Linked DNA regions of Gossypium hirsutum: all the other regions are linked to region 2. Evidence: chromatin contacts called from public Hi-C data. All regions are on one chromosome and are shown on one strand. Each heading gives the region's core, a stretch centred on a gene start, on an enhancer-like site or on the middle of the called end of the contact. The rest is flanking DNA. Distances are from core to core; before and after follow the strand shown. Region 1 has its middle 17 kb from the start of LOC107925622. Region 2 holds the start of LOC107925607. Region 3 holds the start of LOC107925697 (BRCT domain-containing protein At4g02110).

The links. Hi-C and Micro-C count contacts between places; a contact is called where the count stands out from the background.
Region 1: a Hi-C map of leaf shows a contact between it and region 2, with 2.4 times the contacts expected there. The contact joins the enhancer-like site here to the promoter of LOC107925607 in region 2. A contact is called at or near these places in 3 of 34 Hi-C or Micro-C datasets (all in leaf).
Region 3: a Hi-C map of leaf shows a contact between it and region 2, with 2.3 times the contacts expected there. The contact joins the promoter of LOC107925697 here to the promoter of LOC107925607 in region 2. A contact is called at or near these places in 11 of 34 Hi-C or Micro-C datasets (anther, hypocotyl, leaf and 1 more).

The regions. Positions count from the first base shown.
Region 1 is chrA12:84,995,087-84,997,786 of Gossypium_hirsutum_v2.1, forward strand. It overlaps the pseudogene LOC107925522. Among protein-coding and RNA genes, the nearest start is that of LOC107925622, 17 kb to the left of the region's middle. Within about 2 kb of position 1,390, at least 4 of the 9 cell types and tissues checked have an H3K27ac peak or open chromatin away from gene starts, as enhancers often do. A contact at or near this core is called in leaf, where this site is marked.
Region 2 is chrA12:85,198,885-85,201,775 of Gossypium_hirsutum_v2.1, forward strand. LOC107925607 reads right to left here and starts at 1,313. Exons shown (of 2, transcript XM_041082933.1): 1 at 1,176-1,313; 2 at 1-1,065. The coding sequence starts at 47. It also overlaps the pseudogene LOC107925696.
Region 3 is chrA12:85,052,487-85,055,197 of Gossypium_hirsutum_v2.1, forward strand. LOC107925697 (BRCT domain-containing protein At4g02110) reads right to left here and starts at 1,379. Exons shown (of 10, transcript XM_016856413.2): 1 at 1,037-1,379; 2 at 811-900; 3 at 610-714; 4 at 180-281; 5 at 6-90. The coding sequence starts at 1,120.

The DNA.
Region 1 (2,700 bases), core at 140-2,639, 200 kb before region 2:
TCAGGGGTTCGAAGAATCCCGATCGGTTTACACCATATACATATTGGCGACGTTAAGCATTCGGTATCCCTTGAGGCTGCAACTTTAGGGGTGATCAAATCATAGGCAAAATGAGTATGACATTGCTAAACAATAGCAAAATTCATTTCCTTATGTCACCATTATATTGTGGAGCATTAATTAGTCCATAGTAAGTAAGAAGAAAATGGAGAAGGGGAAAGGAACAGAATTGTTTCTTAGAAAGGAAGCTTTGTATTCTTGTGATTGGAGAGAACTTAATTGTATGTGGAAGAAGCATAAAACCGAAAGTGGTTGTCTCTACCAATTACATTTAATTGAATCAAATTTAAAAGTAATTTGTTATTGATTTTAGTAATTTCGGGTTTAGATTATTTTTGTTGTTTAAGTTCTGTTGCATGTTCGAGTGTGTTGGGGTTTGGATAATTTTGGATTTGAAGTATTTCGAGTTAAATAAATTAACTTTGAATTATTTTGGATTTAAGCGAGTTTGGGTTTTGATTAATTTAGATTTGAGTTGAACAAATTAATCCAGCTTTCGATGAATTATATCAATTTGGGTTTCGATTAATTCGAATTTTGACTAATTTAAGGTTAAATCAATGATCAAAATGAATTGATCTATTATGTTTTTCTAAAAGGGATAAATATCAAAATTATATAGGAAATTTAGTTCAAAATGTAATTTAAGACATGAACATTGATTTTGTGCTATACATTTAATATATATATCAATTTATTTTTATAATTAGATAAGTGATATTATTTGTATATAAAATATGCAAACATACATAATCTTATATCAATAATGATGAAAATAAACTGTGAAAATCAAATCAAAATATCACGTATAAAAATTGTAAAAAATCAACAAAATTTTGATAAATTTACTATGGAAGATATTGTACTAGGATTTAAATTGTATTTTGTCACCATTACTTATAAAATGAACAAATTAGTCTCTATACATTAGATCAAAAAGCATACTGCTCCTTTTAATTAAAAATTTAATTAAAAATAAGTGTGACTGACAGAATAATTAGACTGTTACACATAGCATGTCACGTGTACCTTATTTTAACATACAACGACTAATTTTTAATAGTAGAAATGGATGACATTTTTAACAGAATGATCAGTTTACTCTTTAATTTACTAATTTACTTATTAAGTTGTAAAAGCAAAATGCAACATGACTTCGTATTCAGATATCTAGGTTTCCATATAAAGAAGCAAGCCCATTAATGTAGTCAACAAAGAGCCCAGTTAGCGTTTGTCCTAATAATTTATTATCAATGGGTCCATTTTACTCAGCCCCAACCCACAATGTTCAAACTTCAAGAGCCTCAAAATGTGGGTTTCATGATCTTGCCTATGGACTCCATAGCAACCCAATAATGCACAAAGAAAAATGGTGACACTGCCCTAGCACGCTAACTTGGATACCCATCAAATAGAAAGAAAAATCTTCCATGCTATTTTCGGCTTCATGCCAATACTTTGCGGACCATCTCATTTGAATTTCAATTCAACGCCACTTTCATTGATTTACAGTGTAGTGGACATTATTGAGCTTCATGTCATTTCACATTAGCTGGTTTCTTTCATCAATGATTTCAGTGAATGTTGTTTTGGATGGGCATAGGTCAGCAATTCTAAAAGTCTTAACAATTTTAAATGATATTGTACTACTTGTATTGCTGTAATAACAAAAAGTCTGACCCTAAATAAATTTTTTTTAAATGTCATGTTTCCATGTGCATCGTGTTCACAATGACTGGTTTTCTGCCACATTTACATTGTGTGACTGATTTTTCGACATGTGCCAAGTGCCTTGGACATAAAAGACACGGAAGAGCAGCTAGTATTGGTCTGGTTTTTTGACATTTTTGAAACAATTTTTGGGTTTTAGTGGTCGATGATTCAAACCCTTAAAACCCATTTCTTTTTCTACATCATCACCCCTTTGGCATGATTAGGGATGACAACGGGGTGATTTGGGTCGGACTTTTTACTGTCACAATCCTAATTCAATGTACTACTCATATGTTTCGAACCCGCCTTGGAAAATGAAGTAAGTACTCAACCCTGACCCACCCCAAAAGGCAAAACTTTCACATTTTGGACACAATTTTTTGATAATTTTTAATTTTTTTTCTTATCTAATATAGTGTTGTGCATGTGAACTATAATTTTTATTTTTTTCTCATCAAATTTTGTCTTTATATTTGATTTAGGTAACACTTCCAAACAGAGAGTAAATTGTGAAAATAAAAGAAAATAAGTAAAAAGTCTTGCACAGGAGAAGAATATACAAAGGGAGAGGCACAAATAATAGAGATTAGGTTCTAATATTGGGTTTTCTGTAAATCCAACCCTACCAACCTAATTACTAAAAAAACTATTTATTTGATTCACCTCGAACCCGATTTTAAAATCTGAAAAAAAAATTCGATCCCGTCCACTTGGATCGAATTGGAAAACGTCGGGGACGAATTTTTTTTTTGTCATCCCTCTGCCAGACATAAAATGAAACCATGTTATTATGTTGATGGTGGATTTCAGGGGTGGAGACCCCCTTGCATTGAAAAATATAACACATGATAATTCAATGGCACTCGTTACGAACCATAGAGAATAATTCAAATAATTTCATCTCGTGTTTATTATAAAACTTTGGGT
Region 2 (2,891 bases), core at 63-2,562:
CTTCGATCCGCCCCGTACGGCCTTTGACCCGATCCGTAACTCTCCATCGCGATCGCAACACAAAAGGAAACCAAAAAGAAAGAATGGTGTTAGGGTTTGGGGAGCTGGTGCTTCTTTGGGTGAAACGAAAATGAAGAAGAGAAACAGTTTTTTAAGAACAAATTTGAAATTTTCTTCTTTGTTGTATTATGACGTGGGATTTTGTACCGGATGATTCCTTCCTTTTTGTTTCAGAGATTTATTCCAAAAGAAAGGAAAAAAACAAATTATGAGGTTAATCAGAAAAATTAAAAGAAATGTGTGAAGTTGCGATGCAACCTCGATTTTGGCGCTTCAAAACCTTGGGACTGGCTTCCTTTTTGCTCTGATTATTGGAAAATGTTTCAGTACTGCAACTTTCTGTCATAATTAATAAACAATTACGGAAGTTTAGGCCCAAAAGCGTGATGATCATTGATCAGAATCAGATTAGATAGATGCCTTGCTTCATAATTGGTGCTTTTTTTTTCTTTTTTCTTTTTTCTTTTTTTTTTGTATTTTCCAAGTTTGCCCTAATGCTAAGGCAATCTTTTCAACTTTCATATGGGAGACACGAGATACGAGCCACCATATTTATATATTTCTGTTGTTTATGCTTTATGTACACCATCTTTTTTTCCAAGTACCAGATACCAAGCTTTCATGAATCATAACAAACCATGTAATGATAAAACAAAAAACAAAAAAAAGTCCTTAATTAACATCAATCAAACATGGTAGGCTACTTCTCAGAATCATCATCAGCCAATGAAACCTTGCTCAGCCTGCTTGGTAATGTTCTAGGGTCGGCATTGGTTTGGACCCTTCTGTTTCCGGAGCCGCGGCGGCTGCTTGGACCATAAACTGCCCTACGTGCAAGTGCTTTACTGAGTTGAAACTTAGTTGATTCCTGGCTAGCTGTTGATCGATCTCCGAAATTATCTTCGGTATCGTAACTCTGGGTCTCATCAGCATTGGCTTTCTCAGTAGCCATTTTTAGAGATAGGCTATAACAGTTGGAAGATGCAAGTGCAATAAGGCAAGTACCTAATTTTTATAGAGTACAGTAAAGAGAAAAGAGTGCATAATGTGTCTTTATAGCCGAAAGTGAACTAAAAATTGTTGTCTTTGATTTGAGAGGAAGAAACTAAATATACCAAAGTAGAAATGATCTTGAATCTTCTACAAGTGGCTGTACACAGCAGCACCCCCACAAGTTTTTGGTGATTGCTTTGCTTTGCTCTTTAATTTCACTAATACTAGAAATGGAATGAAAAACAGTTTTCATCAATCAGGCAATCACCAAAAGAGGGTATAGTATGTTATTTTCCAACATGAAACATTTGATGCCACATCTTTAAGAGGGAAATGCCATGTGAGGGTGTTGACAATTTAGGTGACAATTCATGTTTTCAGAGTACCACTTCTAGTTAATTTTCTCTCTTTTTCTTTCTATATTTAACTAACACCTGATATTCTAATGTTTTTGTTCTATTTTTGCTTCTACAGTTTTATATATATGCCTTTCATGTGAAGAAAACCGCCAACTAGGCACCAAAACAAGATCTCGAGCAATACAAATACCAGGGTACCCCACTTGCTTGAATGAAGTACGGACTGTAACAATGATTCCAAGCCATCAACCTGCATTTTATAATTTTAATTGTTAGCATAACTAGTTCTATCAAACATGTTGATAAAGCAATGCATTGCACTGAAAATATTTTTGTACTTAAAACATCAACTCTAGAAAGTGCATGTAACTTGCAAGTAGTGTTCTCATACAGTTACTTTGACATGAAAGAAATAAAGTATATCAGAATAAAATATCATCCACCGTTGCTATTGCAACAACAAGGAAGATGTGGGTTCAAGCGCACTTAAGCGTATTTTTCCTTTGATTTAAGGGTTTGGGTGTATGGGTAGAAGTAGGTATTGTATAAAAAAGAACATACAAATTACAGCATTACTTGACAATGATAAAGCTGTTCAGAAATGCCTTAATAGGGCAATCAAGCTTGCAGTTTTTCACCTATTCTCAAGTAAATTACCTTCATGAAGGCAAGGATAAGAAACATAGAAAAGTACAAACCCAGAAAAGAAGAGAGAAAGATACCAAGTTATTTTCTGGTGAGCGCCAATAAAAGCCTTGCACGGCAGCTGGGAAAATGTCACAAGCAGCCAGAGCATATATTATAAGAGCATTCATTCCCATCCAATGAAGTAACACCACCGGCTTCCTAAAATGTTTGACGTCAACCTGCATCAAATACAACTGTGCTTAGTTGTATTCCTCATTACTTAGGAAATATAGTTTTTGTATAGCATTCAAAATCCTAAAAAATAAAATTATAAAAAAGGGACTAGAATTACTTTTGGCCATGTACATACATGCAGGAACTTCCAACAGGAATGCGAAAGGGGATCCAAGAAGAACAATCTCTAGGTCCCGTTATTAGGTTTTGAGCAGGAAAACCTTTAGCAAGTTCCATACATATACAATGGTTTCAAGTAGCAAAGCTAAAAAATTGCAACACCTAAGCCAAAGATTTACAGGGTTCAAAGCTATGCAACGGCTAACCCAACATCTAGATTTACTAAAGAAGGAAAGTTGCTCACAATAGCCTTCCATTAGTTGGAATTTATCTTCTATTGATCAGGCATTTCCTACTCGTGTGAATTAAGCTTTCCAATCAAATATCTTGCCATAATGTCGACTACACTTGGGCTCCTGTGCTCATGCAGATTTAAATTCTGGCACAAAGGAAACCAGGATGGATGTATGTATGCTTCCATCAAGGTTCCCTTCAGTCCCGAGGATAATATTTTAGAAAGAAATTGTGACAGACAGCTTCTTAATACTGATTGGACTG
Region 3 (2,711 bases), core at 129-2,628, 150 kb before region 2:
CTCACCTTCAAATTTATAGCATATTAGATGAGTAACTTTGCTTGCAACCAGAGGCTTAGAAAATTGAGCACCCATCAAGCCAACCATCGTCTGCAAACACATAGGTAAAACAACATAACATTTTTATTTGCTTTACAAACAATAGAAGTAGTCAACAATAGTGAAGGATAGACCAATACCATAATGTCATCTCGATCTTGCCTTTGATATCCAGTCAAGCATATAATTAAACTTTTAGCACCAGGAATTCCATTTAAATCCCTAAGAGGTCTGTACATAATCTGTCAGAAAACAATGGCAGATTCACAAGTTTAAACAGATGAAAAGAATTAAGTCCGACTTTATTAAAGAAATGATACAGATCATGACAACTATTCTGACCCCAAAACAATGACACATCTCTATGTCGTAGAAGTTGAATGCATGAGAAATTATCAATAAACTGATCAACTATCGGCTCTAATTTCATCATTTTAGTGCAAATGTGCTACACCAATTGAATTCATGAATCGAAAATTCCACATAGTAGACATTGTATAAAATTCAAAGATATCTTAAACAATTATCAGACAGTTAGCTTTAAAAAGTACTGCAACAAAACAAACTAACCGAAGTAGCATCAACAGGCATTCCAATATCAAAACTATGATCAACCCATAACCCAGTGACAACTGTTTTGCCATCGTTTCGAGCAGCAACACATACAGGATCATCCTACAAGCATGTAAAAGCAGGATTTTCAGCATCTTTTTTTAATAAAAGAAATTATATATATAAATAAAGCAAGCACCATTGCTTTAAAAGACTTACGTAGACAATCTTATTAACAATCACATGAGTGCAATTCTGACTATACTGACCGACACCTACGCCGCCACCGTTGATTAGCTTTACTCGAACCTTCAAAAAAAAAAAGCTTTTATTATTTTTTGCTCAAATAAGTACTTCAATGAAACAAAGATTAAGAAGCAGAGAGCTTTGAAGACACCCAAAAAACAACACTAATAGAAGATAACGCGGGATGTTACGGAAGTACATTATGCTCGTTAACGGGATCGAAGCCGTAAAGACAAAAACGAACGCCGAGAAACGTTTTCGAGGGAGTATCGGATTCCAGCATTGGATCGGAAACTAGCGTTTTAAAACAGAATTACCAAATTAGGGTAATTTGAACAAGAGGGAGATTTTGAACCTATGGGGGAAATAACACTAAAAAGGAGACAAATCGACGTAAATAAAATCCTAGAAAACAGGAATTTAATCAAATGAATTTAGAAATGATATGAAAGCGAGGATTAAAAAAGAGGCTTTGGGGGGTTTTACAAAACTTGTCGAGGAAGAGAGTGGGAAAATAGTGACTATTATATTCGGGGGTCCGATGCGAGGGAAAATTTTCTTTTCATTTTGATTTTTTTTATTTTTTTGTTCTTGTGGCGGGAGATGGAAAATTCTTGATTGAATATGCTGTCTCCACGTGGTATAATGACGGAACGATATTTTGACACGTGTAGTTCTTGGGCTTTTTGTAGTGGACAAATATCACCGATTTTAAGGGCATCTGACTACCGTCTAAAAGCCCAATCAGAAGTAAACGACTAGGCTGAAACTTGGTTTCTTTTTGAATGGTTAAATTCTGCTATCAGCCCTTGTGCTTTTCGGGTTTAATCTTTTTACTTTAATTTTGTTTTTCTTAGTTTATGTAGTTTTTAATTATTAATTTTTCAATCCTTATTAAAAAGATAAGTATTAAATTCATTAAGTTATGACATTTTCAAAATCTGATGAGCCAGGGGCGAAGTTAGGAAAAATTTTAAGGGGCCGAAATTAAATTGTCTATATCTTTATAATTTTAAAGGATTAAATCAAATTTTTATCATTTTTAGGGGGAAAAGAACAATTTTACCTTTACTAAATTAAAATTTTTAAAATTTTAAAGGGCCAAAATAGAAAATTTTCCATTTTAGGGGGTCGAGGCCCCTGCCAACCCCCCTAAATCCGCCTCTTGCACCAAACATATTATTATATATTTAATACCATATCAACTTGTTGTTTCCATATATTACTCATTACAAATCTAGTTAGGATTGATTTGGATGGGCAGTACGTTTACCTGCGGTTAGGATAAAAACAGTGATTGCGATGAGATTAGATATTGTAGCAATACTGTAATGTGAGACAAAAAGTAAGTTAAACCCACCACACCGTACCCCACCATCCATCCAAACCCACCCTTAATAAATTAACTATTATCATTTGCGTTAAGGTTGAAATTTTAAATTTTAAAAAGTATAAGAGCTTGGAAGGATCCAATTAGAGATTGGATAATATGGACCAAATCTACAACTTTACGAATAGTATAGGGACAAAATTTGATCAAATGAAAGTATAAAGACTAAACCATAAATTTATTAAAGTATGGTGACTACTAGCATAATTTAACATTTATTTATTTTCTTTTCAATTATTATCCATTTGGCAAAATACTCGTTTTAAAGTTAGTTTATCATTAAGGTTATGATTGAGGGTGAAAAGTGTTGTTAAAAATCTTCTTAAAAAAATATTTTTGAATTTTTTGATAATACTTACAATTAATATCTATAAGTGCTTTTAAAAAGATAAAATGTTTATTTTAGACATAATATTGTATAAAGTAAATAATTTAATGAATAGAAAAAAATGTAATTTTATTGAAAAGCATGTTTTTCAAAAGT